5 separate regions of the Mus musculus genome follow, and all the other regions are linked to region 2. Evidence: chromatin contacts called from public Hi-C, HiCAR-type and HiChIP or PLAC-seq data. All regions are on one chromosome and are shown on one strand. The core of a region is the stretch at or near the end of the contact, and the rest is flanking DNA. Distances in the headings are between cores, read along the strand shown.

Region 1 (2,700 bases), core at 97-2,596, 550 kb after region 2:
CTATAGTATCTTATAAATGAATGTTCACATCATAGCAGCTCAGGCCCTTCTCTGTGTTGTGGTTCTAAAGGAAAGACCCAGCACTGAGTGAAATCCAGTCTAATTTGCTGCCCATCCAAAAGATACACAGGGTGGCGTTTCCTTTGTTCTACTGTGGATGATGACAATGACAATGGCAAGGACAACAGCAGTTCTGTCAGACTCTGTCTAAGCATTTACAATGCATTAACTAATCTTACAGCAATACTTTGAAGTGACTGTTCTGACATCTCTTTTTCACAGAGTGGGAATAAGACCCAAGTGAGATAGCTTGCAAATGGTTGACTGTTGTAAACTGTAATTAGATTCTAGAGCCCAAGTTTCCAACCAAATCACTGGTTACAGTATCTCCTTTTTAATAAGGGACACCATATTGGCTGTATAAGCTATAAAGCTAGGGTCCAGTCTACATCCAGCAGGCATAGATGTTTTGTTATTATCCCATAGTTTTGCAACTCACCTTATACACAGTGTTTCTTCCTAACAAGTTCTTAGGAAACTGATCTGGTAAGCTAGAAATCAGTCTATTGATCTTCAACTGAGTGTGTCTCTCACTCAGACTGGATAATGCTGACAGTATGACCACAGGATTTCTCTTTTTAGACACCTTTGCCTACAAAAGGCAAACTATAACTACACGCTATTAGAATACAAGTAGTCTACTCTAAGAATTTGCAGCAGAGAAGGGATATCGCTGGCAGCACTACAATTTTGAAGTCAGCCAGCATCCTCATCTCTGTGGACAGCTCTGGGGCAGACAGTAAAATCGGTGTGGACCTTCAGGAGCTTCTGGCATCTGGGCTTCTCTTGATGTCTTTGTCAGGCTCAGGCCTAAGGATGATTTGTGGTTGCTTTTCATAAATCTACTTAACACATTCTCTGGTACTTTCTGTATTACTTTATTTTCCAACCCAATTCTCAAATAACCCTGATGTCTACTCTACGTTCTACAGTATCTCTAGATCTAGCCTTAAAAAGTCTTTGATTGTATCTAACACAATCTATTAACATTTACATCTTTTCTTCTTTACTTTTTACCACATCCAATTTGTAGTACCGAATAGACAAATAGAAAAAAAAAGTAGAATAAATATAAGTTTTTTTTTTCCTTCTCATTATTATACCTTCTCAAAACACTGGTCTCAGTGAGTGGGAAAGGGCCTTGTGACTAGAAAGATCACTATGCAGAAAGAATTGATACTTGAACTATAGAAAGAGTCTATCTTCACATAAATCAGTGGCCAGGCAGTAGGAGAAGAAAGCAGCCGGGGGTGGGGGTGGGGCCGTCACAGAAAGGGTTCGGAAAGAGGCTACTCATTCTCATGTTGAGCTAGAAAAATGATCATGAGCAATGCTCTAGTCTACCCATACTGTAAAGTTGAAGAAGCCAAGCAGGGCAATGCAAATATCTAAGTGTGGGAATGTGTCTGACAGTAAACTGAGCCTGAGAACTGGAAAGTGAAAGGGAGGAGGATGAAGGGAAACTGCTTTGTTGGTAAAGCACGAAGTACGAAAACGGAATAAATGTTTTACACAGAGACACTTCTCTATACCTTCAGCTTTTGGTAACTCAACCCCGGGGAATTTTGTTGGCAGTGTCCTATCTACTCATTCTGGACCACACCATGAGCTTTTGGCAAAGGACTTCTGCCAAGTAATCACAAAAATGTTTCTTTGTTCTTTTGGGTTGCTAAGGAGATTTTAAAGGACTTCCTCTCCGCCTCAAGAGGAGCTTAAGCAAAGTTCTCAACAGATTCCACTCAGGTCAATGAAGAGTCGGTGGCTTTCACTCTGTGCAGAGTTAGCTGCTGTGTATAGGCTACTAAGCTGTTGCTGAGCATAGTATACTTCTATTAGAGTGCAGCTTGTTATCACACAGGCCCCATGGTCAACATCTGGAATGTAATGTATGAAGCTACAGAGTCTCTGCAGTTGACGAAAGATGCTGTAGTATATGAGCCAGTGGCAGGCCTGGATGGAGGGTCAGGTGTCCTAAAATTGGGTTCTGCCGTTTCCAGCTATAGGGCTACAGACATAATTCTTTCTGCCTCTCTGAACCTTGGGTGTTTTCCTCTGCAACTTGGAGAGGTTTCAAGCAGATAACATCAAAAAATACTTTCTGCCTTCTCACATCCCATGGAGAAGCAACTAAAATCAAACCTGTTTGTGTTGAAACAGTACACAGAAAACAGGTTAATACAGTGGGTCCCACAGACGTGGATCCTACAAGCAAAAGCTCGGCTTTGGCTGTGGCTGAAAGGAATTAGAAGAATATTTTGGCTTCCAAAGTGGGCAAAGATTTGGTTTGGATTTCTCTCCAAAAAGACAGCATGTCTCAGCTGTGGAAACGACGCCAGTAGCCACAGGCTGGGTCACTGCCTTCAGTGAGGTCCAGCAAGCACAACACAAATTTCTTAATTGCCATTACTATAACCTTTACCACACCTTGTTTTTCTTGGGGGCTCTCCTGGTCAGGTAATCTGGGTTAGATCCAACACAATTTATAAAATTTGAGGCTTTTCCCCGTGTAGGCAAGATTACATGCTATTTTAGGAAACCTCCTGGGGGGTGAGGAAATGTGTTGTTTTCCTTTTAAATATTATACTGTGCATCAATTCCAAATGCTAACCAAGCTTTTAAAGAAAAACATGAGTTCCCTAA
Region 2 (2,700 bases), core at 162-2,661:
GTCCTTCAGCCTTTGGATGGGTGGCAATGCTCTGGTCCCCTCTGCTCACCACACCCAGCGCTTTCTTGGGTTCTCTCCAGGACCTTCCTGCTCCCTTCTTCTAGACCCCTCTTTAGAATTTCCACAGAAAGGCCTTTTGTGACAGCTTCCACACAGCCCAGTATAAATCACACATGCTCCTTGATTCGCAGTGAAGCCCTGTCCCAACAATCCCTTCAATGAACTGAAAAGGCCAGGTAGCGTGGAGAGTACACCTGCTTCCGTAACGTACCAGACGTCACCACTGTGCCATGCAGTACACTATAGACCACTGTCTGCTTCCCACTCACGACTGTAGGAACTTCCCGCAGAAGAATACTGTGTTTATTGCTAGTCCGGGGGAAAACCCAGAATTAAAAATTCAACTGTGGTTTCTACTGAATGTATATTATTTATGTTTCACCTTACAGGTGAAATTATGATAAACTGGGGACTGTTTGTAGTTCCCTATTTATGTCTTCTTTCAGTGCCTTAATATTTTCCTCTATAAGAACATGGAAACTTTTCCAAACTGGGCCTGGTGAGATGGTTCAGTTTGGTGAAGGTGATTCACAGGCCTGATGATCTGAGTTTGGTTAGAATCTACAGAATCCACATGTTAGAAGGAGGGAATCCAGTCTTGAAAACTGCCCTGATTTAAATAACTATATAAAATATATACACACATATACATATATGCATATATATTTTATAAGTGAATTAAAACTTTTTCAAGGGGCTGGAGAGACGGATAAGCAGTAAAGGTCATTGGCTACTCTTCCAGAAAACCCAGGTTCAATTCCCAGCACTCACGTGCTTACAACCTTACAAGCTTACAGCCATCTGTAATTCCAGTTCAGGGGATTTAAAAAGTCCTCTTCTGGCCTCAAAGTGCACTGCAGGCACACGGTACATAGAAATACATATAGGCAAACAGCCGTACACTTAAGATTTAAAACTTTCTCAAGTGTCATCTTAGATTTGTGAAATTATCCCGCTAAGTGCCATATGGTTGAGAGCTCCATCAGGGTCCTCTGTGCTCTGTCTGCATACTGTATACTGGAGTGGATGATAGAACCCTGGCCTAAGTAAGTGGGCTGAGCTGGTAGATTCAGGACCAGCGGCCAACAGCAGCAACATTCACCCTGGAATGCCATAAAATACAAACTCTGAGTTGGAGTCCGACCAACAGATGGGAAGACGCCTAGGGAAGTGTGGTGTACGCTTTTGAGAACCCTGTAGAAAGGGTCTCAGTGCCCGGTGGTCCAGGGCAGTTAGGATGGCCCCGCGTGTGCCATTCGGCACACTGGCCAGTGGAGGGCAGTGTTGCCACGCCCATCGAACGACCTCGGCTGCTTGAGCGGCGTGAAAGGCCGGCTGGGGAAGACCGGCGGGGCGGCCGCAGTCTGCTCGCCCGGGCGACAGACGCTCCGAGATGCCGAAGGGCCAGCAGCGGCCCCGAAGCTCCGGGCTGGCCGCGCTGTCGCTCTGCCGCGCCCCGGTCTCGAAGGTTCGCGAGGCTCCAGGGCGCAGGGGAGGAGGCTCGCTCGGGCCGGCCGGGGCAGCCTGCCAGAGAGGGCGGCGGAACCTTGACCGCGGCCCCGGAGGCAAAGGGCAGCCTCCGCGTGATGCCTCGGCGAGCAAAACAAGCCGGCCATCTTGGCGCCCTTAACCAGCTCCTGGCCGCTCCGGGCGCGGCCAGGGGTCCGGCCACCGAGCCCCGCGGCGGGCCTGGGATTTGGAAACCGTAATGCCATGGGCGTGGGGAGGAATTTCTAAGAACGGGAAGAAAACTCGAGGCCCTGGCACGTTCCCTGGGGTGTTTGGAAATGCCATCAGTTAGCCATTAGTAGGCAGGGCCAGCGCTTCGGTCAGTGATTGGATTTGTCCCAGTCGCCTCCTAGTTCTTTTTGCCCTATATTCAAAGAGCTTAAAAGTCATGGGTGGTTGAAGTAGGTCAGAGTGATCACCAGGCTGTTGTTGCCTGGCAGCCCAGTGGCAGGGTCCGAGACAAGGTGGTATTCCAGTAGATGCCCTCGGGCCGTACCAACCCAGGGTCAAGGACTAGCTGCTCCAGTGCTATATGTGATCAGCTCATTTCCAGTTTCTCAATCATTCTGATGTCATCCGAGGGACAGAAGACCCCACGGCTCCTCCTCTTTGCCTAGTTTACACATCGGGGTTGTTCTAGCATTTGTAGTTTTCAGGTTCTAGAATATTCTTTTCCTCTGTCAGCCCCCACTAAGAAGCTTTCTTGATTTCCCCCTTTGTTTCCAGTGAAGGTGCCTCTTCCTGGCTAGCCCACCTACATGCTGTCATCACTGGGCTTCTGCAACTCTCAGTCTTTGTGGCTGCACCCTTCCCTTCTGAATCCTGAGGACCCATGAGTGTCAGGCCCATCATGAAATTGGTCGTCTTACTGGGTACGTAGGTCATGCAGGAACGGGTCCTTGCAAGAGGACTACCAAGCGACTGAATAGGTTTTAATCTGGATTGGGGCCTAGGAGTTATTCACAGGTGTTTTGAACCTTCAGCACAGGAGTATGTATAATGGTGTTTCCTTAAGCCCTGTAATGGAATCCTTTTGTGTGTTTACTGAAAGTTATTCTGAGTAGAACTGTCAGGGTGTGTGCGGTAGGAACCAAAACCATAGGTGTGAACCAGACTGAGAAGATGGGCCCT
Region 3 (2,714 bases), core at 194-2,693, 590 kb after region 2:
TCCACCAGAAAGTAAAATTCTCCGGCACTTCCTTCATACTCTAGACATGCAGAATAGAAGTAGAATATACAAAAGAACAATAAATGGGAACATGAAGGTCACTAAGAAGAAAGGAAAAGCAGGAATTAGTAGGCAACCACTAATAATATACAGTCAACATGAAACTAGAAAGGCCATGGTGGGATAATTTGAGACTGGGGCATAATTACAAAGATGCCCTGCAGAACATGTTTCTAGTGCCTGAAGAAGTTTCAGCGACTATAAGTTCCCCCTTACCAACCAATCTGTGGCCACAGATGTCAATATAAAAAGGCTTATGTAGGAGTGATTTGTGTATTTTCACCATTTGAAGGCTCTGCTCTTCCAACACTATGCTCTTTCTTGAGTAAATATTTAATCTGGGCAGTCTACTGCTTGAGGAGAGAAGCCAGCAAATGTGAATAGCATCTCGTTTTCTGCTACTGCTCTTCCATATGATGAGAAAGCTGAGTCCTATCCGAGTCCCTTCTACTGAAGAGCAAACACTACTTATGCCTATGGATCAATACAAAACAAAACTACTCCTATCTCATGTGACTCTCATCCCACGGAAGGTACTTAGATCTAAGAATCACCCTGATCTTGTCATCTCTGAAATACTGATTAGGATTTTCTAGGCAAAATATTCAGCATAAAGGTAAAGTCCCAGTTAGGTGTCACTACACTCAAAGACTGATATTAGGGAAAATAAACCTTGGGTTCTAGAGCCAGGGAATCCCCAAGGCCGAATAACAAGATGACAATCATCTTTTTGTGGAGTACAACAGTGTAATCCTAGTTCGTCATCACAGAGTCTTCAGTGGCAAAAGATTTTAAAAAATGTATTAATTACAAATGGCTCCAGTCACCCCTAGTTTACCATGCAAATGAGAACTAACACTATCCTTCTCTGAATTAGACTCTTAGATAAATATGTAAGAGTGTACATCCATTTGAATTCTGCTGTGGAGTTTTTGGCATGGGAAATTTCCTTAAGTTTGACTTCCTTGTATGCGAAATTTAAAATAATGATCTTTTGTTGACTGGGATTTTGTAACCAGTGAACTTAAAAATGCTTTTGAAAAGTTCAAAGCTGGGTGTGATCCTAGTACTTAGGAGGCCAAGGGAAGACAGTTGAAGACCAGCAAGGGCTACAGAGTAATGAACTGAGACCCGCTTGAGCTATGTAATGAGAGCCTGCCTCCAAAATAAAAGAATAAATAGTAAAATAAGACAGAACAGAAAGGTGCCTGGAGCGCCCCTTAGGCTAAAACAAAGGGCTAACTTCTTGTGACCCAGGTGTCCCTGGGCTCAATCATAAGAGTGGTTGGAGATCTGGCTCAGGAGTGAGTAAACAGGCTACAATAAAGGAAGGGCAAGCTACTAGGGAGGGCAGCCAATGCAGGTTAATCATTCCTAGGATTAAGTGTCTTATTTCTCTTTCATAACATAGGCTTGACGAGTTGGAAGTGAACGCAGCCAAGCACAAAGCGCCATCCGTGGCTAAAAGGAAATGATGCAATGAGCGAGAAGCCTGCTCTTCACTTCCATCCCTTATGTTGTCTCTTTAAGAGTCTTGCTTTAAACAAAATTGGGGTGGTAGGCCAGTGTAGTGGCTTGTATGGAGATTTGATTATTATGATTTCTGCCTATGTAATTCCTTATATAGCGGATGAATGAGCTCCCACAAGCTTCTGGATTTGGTAGGGATGCTTTCGCAAGCCTCTAAGTCCTGGTCTTAGCTGTTTGCAAACAGTTACGTTGTCTTTTCATCTGGTTAAGCTTCTTATTCTCCAAAGTTAAAAAACAGCAATTGTGAACTGGGCACTGACTAATAAAGAGACAAACCCCAGCTCTCCTTTCCTGAATATATTTATATTTCTCAAAGTGATCATCATTTGAGCCAAGAGGAACTGGACAAACACATTTGTAGTTGATTAAGAATGTTAAGGACAGAAAAACTAGGAACCATGGGCCGTTCTCCTCTCGGCAACTGACAATGCATTTCCCAACCTTTGCTAAGTGAGAACTCTGCTTGCAGAGGAGAGGGAAGGGACAAAGTGAAATTTAAGAAGGTGCTGTTCAACCGAAGACCTAACAGAACTCAGTGAAAGCAAGCTGACAGTTGAGTGACTGCCTAGCATGTAAGCAGGGGGAAAGGAAGGAAGGAAGGAAGGAAAGAAGGAAGGAAGGAAGGAAGGAAGGAAGGAAGGAAGGAAGGAAGGAAGGAAGGAAGGAAAAAGGAAGGAAAAAAAGGAAGGAAAGGAGAGAGGGAGGGAGGGAAAGAGGGAAGGAAGGAAGGAAGGAAGGAAGAAGGAAGGAAGGAAGGAAGGAAGGAAGGAAGTAAGTAAGGAAGGAAGGAAGGAAGGAAGGAAAAGAGAAAAGCAAGAGGGGAGAGGAACAGTAGAAATGCTGGCTAGTGAATGCACACATGTGAGGGGCTATGACAAAGTGTTGAGCTTTTAAGATTTCTATCAGCCTAAATTACTAATGTAAAACATAGTACATAAGATGGACAGTAATTCATGTCTATACCAAAGTATTTAGTATTTTCTTCAAAAAATAAAATAAAATAAAGTTTCTAGTGAAAACTTGTATAGTCCTGAACCTTCTTCTCACATCAAGGAAGATTTAACTGCAGAAATACCTAATTTCCTTCCCATCCTGTCCTTGCTCTTACAAAATAAGAGAAAGTG
Region 4 (2,700 bases), core at 20-2,519, 690 kb after region 2:
AGGCAATAAATGACAGCCTGTTTGTACAGAGTGTACTATGCAGGGATCTTTTTAAAAAGATGAACAAACAACTCAGACATGCCACAAATTATCCCCGAACAGAGCAGAAGCCAGACACAAAAGGATATATACCATTGAGTCCATTCACTTGGGATTCTAAAACTTACAAAACTATCCTCCTGTGATCAAGAAGGATCCTATTGTTGTCTGGGGACAGGGTGGGGACTGCATCACAGAGGCACAAGGACATTCTCTGACAAGATGGAGATGTTTTATAATTGACCACGGGGATGGTTATGAGACACACATTCTTCAGAGGTCAGTGGACTGCAGCCTGAGGCCTGAATTGTAATGTTCCATCCCAGCACTCCAAATTAAAAACAAAACAAAACAAAATCATGAAACCTTGATGAGTTCTCTTGGGAAAGTGTTATAAAGCAGCATTCTTGGCCCTTCCATGCTTTCCAAATTCCTGTCGTCACACGAGCTCTCTCTTTTACACAATTCCCGCCATTAAGGCAACTAGTCACACCTTGACACAGCCAGAGACATGCTCACCAGAGTCAAATCAGCAGGCCATCTGATCTCAGCTGCCAATCTCAAAACTGTTAGCTAAGTAAACTTCGTTTTTTTTTTAAACTTAGTACCAAGCCTCTGATATTCTGTTATTATAAAAGAAAACAGATCAATACAAGTCATGTACTTTTTATCACACTTAAGTTTAAAAAAAAAAATCCTGACCTGCTCCAATGATCTCACTGAGAGGCAAACACCCTCCCTTCAGCATACTGTGAGTAAAACTGAAGGCCACATAACAACATAGGCATAAAGTTTTTGCTGAAACCCAAACATAATAGTTCATGCCTCTAAATCTCAGTATTCAGGAGGCCGAGGCAGGAGGATTACAAGTTTAAGATTAGTGTGGGCTACACAGCAATGTCTTAAAAGACACATACACCTCTTGTTTAGTCCCACTGGTTTTCATACACACGTTTCCCTATGAGAGCCAGGGACGGTGAGTAGAATCCCAGCCCCTGAGGTGTAGGTTAGGAGGGTTACAAGTCTGAGGTCTGCTGAGCTACACGAGAGACAAGACTCTGTCTCAAAGCGGGGTGGGGGAAGAAAGAAAAAGAAAACTGAAAGTGATTTGGTTGACAAAAATCTAAAAGGAAATACTATTTTTAAGTTGAAAAGATAGTGGGTTTTCTTTGCATCATTTACTGATTTTAGAACAATGAATACAGCAACCACCAGTGACTCTACTCAATGAGAAAAGAACGCAGAGCACATCTGAGAGACTCTGAAAGGCCCTCGAGATTACACGGACAGTATATTCAGACTTCCTTCTCAAGTGGTTTTAAACGTGTTTGACATGTTTTATGTGTTGGATGAAAAATTTAAGGCTGCCCAACTTTTATAGCATGATTTTGATTTCAAGTCCCATCTCCTATATCCAAACTAATTTGTAAAACTTTTCAGGAAGTTATACACAACTTTAAACTTCATTAAAGCTGCAAGCGTATGTTTAAACGTCAGCGAATGGCATTGAAAGCATGTTTACTGAAGTTTCCATAAACACACTCTAGAACTCAGAAAGGCAGGTCTGCTGATTATGTTGGAAGAGTCAAAGGTCACCAATGATGGCTTACATCTTCTCTTGAAAGCCCTCCTCTTTCTTCCTCTGCTGTCTTTTAAAGAGTCATCTTATCTCTTGTGCTGTAAAATAAGTTTAAACAGTTCCCACCCAGATCTAGGGCCATTCAGTGTTCGTGGTTTTGAGCCTGCCCCACTCAAATTAATCAATATTTCCTCAGCAAACACTGGGATTTAGTACTGAGCTGAAAGGAAAATAAGAAAAGGCTTTGTTAATTGAAAGAAACGACAACCCTGGAAGCCACTTGGGTAATATTTTAAAGGCACTTTTGTAAGTCATTGAAGGTAGTCTCCAGCTCATATGCAGTCCTCTTCCACACAAGTCAAAGCTGATCTACAGGATCACCAGGGTCTGGTCAGAGTGATGGTGTGTAGCTTCCAAGATCTCTCGGCGTTTCGAGACTTCAGAGCCAGTGCCAGCATTGAGCAACAACATGACGCCATGACCCTCTATCTGCAGGGTTTTTAAGTCGTGGATGACCACAATACTTCACCTCACAACTCAGCAAAGACACAACCCCAGAAACACCTGACCAGAAACGTTAAGGCTCCTGAGTACTGACATCCTGTTTATTTAACATGTGAGATCACTCAAACGAGGGCCAAAAATCAAATCCTTCATTTTTAAAGATTCCTATATCTAGTGTAGCTTACTGATTTTTGGCTGTATTACATGTCTTCTCTTGATTAAATGATTCTGGGGATGAGAGAGTATTTACTTGTTTATTTACAAAAGAATGAGTGTTGGAGAAACCTGATAATTCTTGCTGATCTGCAGATAAATAGCATTAGTTTAAATTGTTTACTATTTACATTTTGGGAAAAATTCTTTAACCTTAAAGGCAAAATTGTCCTTAAAAGAGGATAAAATGTTTATGTATTCATATTTACTGTACTGGATATTTGACAAGAGTTTGATTTTGTTTTGTTTTGTTTTGTTTTGTTTTTTTAAACTGGGATTGAACCTAGGGCTCTACCACCAAGCTACATCTCAGCTGCAACCCCCCAACCCTCCCTTCCCCAACTTATTTTTATGTTGAGACAAGA
Region 5 (2,700 bases), core at 69-2,568, 640 kb after region 2:
TACCCAAGGGCCTCTAAGCATATATGCTGGAAAGTATACCTAATTTCCAAAAAAAAGGGTCGAATTGCAGAGTACGCCTTGATTGGAAAACAAGCTGCTCGCTTCTGGGGATGGAGCAGATGCTGGAGGTGAGGCATCCATCCAGGGAGTTCAGAGCACCTCCGCTGTCACAAGAGTCACTGCACAGCCTCTTCTTCAGCTCAGCAATCGAGACTGATGGAGGTGTCGCAACATAAAACCCTTCTCATTTGCCTAGAACTCTTCTGACTGCGACTCACAATAAAGCCTGTGATGATGTAGGCGGACAGAACACAGATTAGTCCATAAGGATAGCAAGACATTTGCAATTATCCAGAGTTCCCCTCCCCCCGCCACACAAAAGAGCAAAGTGATTACCCAGAAAAAGACAATAAATGACAACAACAACAAAAAAAGGCAGTAAATGCATTAGGAATTAAGGCTGGATAGAGCTTGATAGACAAGGAAAGGACTAAGGATGAATATGAATATTTATAGTCTAATGAACATATTTTTGTTGTTACTATAGGGAACAACAACATTAGCATAAAGAAACTACATGACTACAAAACACAGGTGTATATAATGCAGCCACCATTTATTCATAATTATTATGTCAAAGTCAGAAAATCCCTGGGAAAACATCTGAATTATTATGAGTTATTATGCTGCTGTGACTCCATTGTTAGTTTACAACTACTTTGAAAACTCTATTTTCATTTGCCCTCATGAGACCCCTGGGGCCTACTATATTTCTTACACCTTTTAAATGACTCTGAGAACGGGCTTCTTTAGAAGTAGAAGGATTCACTGTCCTTTTGCTTTGCCTTGCTGAGACAAGGCTTGGTTATGTTATCATGAACTCCTAGGCCCTCCTGCCTCAGCCATCTCAGCCTTAGGACCAAAGGCATAAGCCACCACGCATGTCTAGAAATGGAGTCCTAAGAACAACCTACCACTGAATTTCATGGCAGAATACATGATGTTTAATGTTAATTTACTTGTCACACAAAAAGGAATTTGCCTTCAAAAATCACATCCCTTAAATACACCTAGAAATTGGGCAATACCCCTTTCAGGAATATCTAGTCTACTTGGAAACCCGAAAGAGCTGAAGTTAAACTGCACAGATTATTCCTAAAAGCCCGGATATGAACATGTTAACCAAGCACTCCGCCTCTGCTCAGCTTGCCAACACGGTAACTTTACTCATGAAGCCCGGTTCCAAGAGCTATCAGATTCCATTCACATTATACAGGCCACTGTGAATCACACTGCCAGCTACTTAGAAACAACGGCCTGTGCTTTTTCCATTGCATCTGGTCTTCCAGCTCTCATGGAAACAAGTGCTGCCACGGCCCCTTGATGAGCCAGCAGAGCCCAGTCATCTGGCAGCAGCGACTGGCCTCTGGCATCTAAGAACACCAACCAGAGAAAATGAGGGGATTAAAAAGGAGAAGTAACAGAAGACAATCAATTTCTCACTCCCTGACGGCCTGCGATTCCAAGGGCCTGATGTAGAACTGACTTTGTTCTGAATGCTATGTACATGAATGAACAACACAGGCCTAGATTTAGACCGTTTTTCTCGTGTGCCTGGGATGAGGTTCAGCGATGTTCCCGCTGGCCCGAGTGCTTCTCAAAGCACACGATTCATTGATGTAATACGCTAAGGAGGATGCATTTCTCATCCCAATATGACATTGTGTGGGAAAATTTAGCTTTGTCACCTGTTTTCCATGAGAGCTTGAGAAAGTTGCATAATCTCTTTCAACTGTACATCCATCTCATCTTTGAAATGAGAATAAGACAACCTGACTTTCCCCTTTAGTATTACAGAATTTCAAGGGCTATTCATCATTAAAAAAGAACATCAGCAAGAACAAAAAAGAAAAGAGAAAAGAAAAAGAAAAAAAAACTTGCAAACTCAGTGTACACCAAGAAGCTAGTCTACTCTTCCAACTTAGGAAAAATAACCTCTATGGCCTCAGAGAACAAAGCCGTCAGCATCTAAGTGCGAAACTGTCTTGTACACAGAGGCCTTCGTGTCTCATTAGAAATCAGAAGGTACCGCATCGCAGCAATCTGCTGTTGAAAAAAAGGGGGTTCCTAACACTCGTGCTCTGCCGTCAGGAATGCAGAGGCTTGACTTACTGTGATGACCCTGTTTCCTCAGTTGCCTCACGGAGCATCGGGAAGAACGGGAAAAACAAGGCTGAACCTACATCAGGCAGGATTTCTGGCTCCATTGAGACATTTCCAAAATGAAGGCACCACTTTTCATGTATACTTATTATAAGATGCACTTCCACTAAAAATTACACTTCTTCTAAATTGAGAAAAGGACTTCCACCTTTCAAACGTCTACTTGTGCCAGATAATATAACTATCATGGTACAGGTCCCCAGCCCACGGCCTACTAATCATGGAACCCAGGGAGTTAATGCATTGTTATGAGATACTCAGAACCTGCAGGAACACTGAGTCAGATCACAACAGGGCCAGCAGAGCTGGCTGTCCAAGAAGTGTAAATGAAACCCCACGCTGTTTCATGTGCGTAAAGGTCTTTTCAGTAAAACCTTTCAAATGCCACCAGGAGTTGATTATAATCCCACTTTTCAAAAGGTTAAATTGCTTACACGGATGTGGTTAATTTTCTTTTAGGGGAACAGGCAGTGTCTG

The links. A called contact is a pair of places that touch in the nucleus more often than the background predicts. HiCAR-type assays count read pairs that join an accessible place to other places. HiChIP or PLAC-seq counts read pairs in DNA pulled down with a chosen protein or histone mark.
Region 1: a contact with region 2 is called in an H3K27ac HiChIP or PLAC-seq map of heart atrium, with 5 read pairs. The contact joins the enhancer-like site here to the promoter of 2310015A10Rik in region 2. A contact is called at or near these places in 1 of 15 datasets of contacts at CTCF or cohesin (large pre-B cells), 4 of 484 Hi-C or Micro-C datasets (the HPC-7 cell line, the N1E-115 cell line, bone marrow-derived macrophages and 1 more) and 9 of 115 datasets of contacts at active chromatin or transcription factors (bone marrow-derived macrophages, craniofacial prominence, embryonic basal ganglia and 6 more).
Region 3: a HiCAR-type map of kidney shows a contact between it and region 2, with 8 times the contacts expected there. The contact joins the enhancer-like site here to the promoter of 2310015A10Rik in region 2. A contact is called at or near these places in 6 of 39 promoter capture datasets (the 3T3-L1 cell line, the SN4741 cell line, embryonic stem cells and 2 more), 1 of 15 datasets of contacts at CTCF or cohesin (the NIH/3T3 cell line), 12 of 484 Hi-C or Micro-C datasets (the 3T3-L1 cell line, 3T3-L1-derived adipocytes, the HL-1 cell line and 8 more), 16 of 115 datasets of contacts at active chromatin or transcription factors (Th17 cells, bone marrow-derived macrophages, cardiomyocytes and 13 more) and 2 of 9 other capture datasets (embryonic stem cells and liver).
Region 4: a Hi-C map of pre-B cells shows a contact between it and region 2, with 2.6 times the contacts expected there. The contact joins the enhancer-like site here to the promoter of 2310015A10Rik in region 2. A contact is called at or near these places in 5 of 39 promoter capture datasets (the 3T3-L1 cell line, the C10 cell line, hippocampal neurons and 2 more), 3 of 15 datasets of contacts at CTCF or cohesin (embryonic stem cells, large pre-B cells and pro-B cells), 34 of 484 Hi-C or Micro-C datasets (3T3-L1-derived adipocytes, the AML12 cell line, B cells and 24 more), 8 of 115 datasets of contacts at active chromatin or transcription factors (CD8 T cells, craniofacial prominence, embryonic basal ganglia and 5 more) and 1 of 9 other capture datasets (embryonic stem cells).
Region 5: a HiCAR-type map of fibro-adipogenic progenitors shows a contact between it and region 2, with 9 times the contacts expected there. The contact joins the enhancer-like site here to the promoter of 2310015A10Rik in region 2. A contact is called at or near these places in 2 of 39 promoter capture datasets (the C10 cell line and the SN4741 cell line), 1 of 15 datasets of contacts at CTCF or cohesin (large pre-B cells), 7 of 484 Hi-C or Micro-C datasets (the G1E-ER4 cell line, the HL-1 cell line, bone marrow-derived macrophages and 4 more) and 10 of 115 datasets of contacts at active chromatin or transcription factors (the NIH/3T3 cell line, acute myeloid leukemia, astrocytes and 7 more).

What each region holds. Positions count from the first base shown.
Region 1 is chr12:79,579,072-79,581,771 of GRCm38.p6, reverse strand. All of the region lies in intron 7 of Rad51b (RAD51 paralog B), which reads right to left. Among named protein-coding and RNA genes, the nearest start is that of Gm36048, 220 kb to the left of the region's middle. Within about 2 kb of position 1,346, at least 34 of the 459 cell types and tissues checked have an H3K27ac peak or open chromatin away from gene starts, as enhancers often do. A contact at or near this core is called in heart atrium, where this site is marked.
Region 2 is chr12:80,131,555-80,134,254 of GRCm38.p6, reverse strand. It overlaps 2310015A10Rik (RIKEN cDNA 2310015A10 gene), which reads left to right and starts at 1,411. Exons shown (of 3, transcript NR_033514.1): 1 at 1,411-1,528; 2 at 2,296-2,441.
Region 3 is chr12:79,540,465-79,543,178 of GRCm38.p6, reverse strand. All of the region lies in intron 7 of Rad51b (RAD51 paralog B), which reads right to left. Among named protein-coding and RNA genes, the nearest start is that of Rad51b, 240 kb to the right of the region's middle. Within about 2 kb of position 1,443, at least 47 of the 459 cell types and tissues checked have an H3K27ac peak or open chromatin away from gene starts, as enhancers often do. A contact at or near this core is called in hepatocytes, kidney, liver and 1 more, where this site is marked.
Region 4 is chr12:79,440,775-79,443,474 of GRCm38.p6, reverse strand. All of the region lies in intron 7 of Rad51b (RAD51 paralog B), which reads right to left. Among named protein-coding and RNA genes, the nearest start is that of Rad51b, 140 kb to the right of the region's middle. Within about 2 kb of position 1,269, at least 57 of the 459 cell types and tissues checked have an H3K27ac peak or open chromatin away from gene starts, as enhancers often do. A contact at or near this core is called in B cells, CD8 T cells, Th1 cells and 8 more, where this site is marked.
Region 5 is chr12:79,487,664-79,490,363 of GRCm38.p6, reverse strand. All of the region lies in intron 7 of Rad51b (RAD51 paralog B), which reads right to left. Among named protein-coding and RNA genes, the nearest start is that of Rad51b, 190 kb to the right of the region's middle. Within about 2 kb of position 1,318, at least 102 of the 459 cell types and tissues checked have an H3K27ac peak or open chromatin away from gene starts, as enhancers often do. A contact at or near this core is called in the HL-1 cell line, the NIH/3T3 cell line, the SN4741 cell line and 5 more, where this site is marked.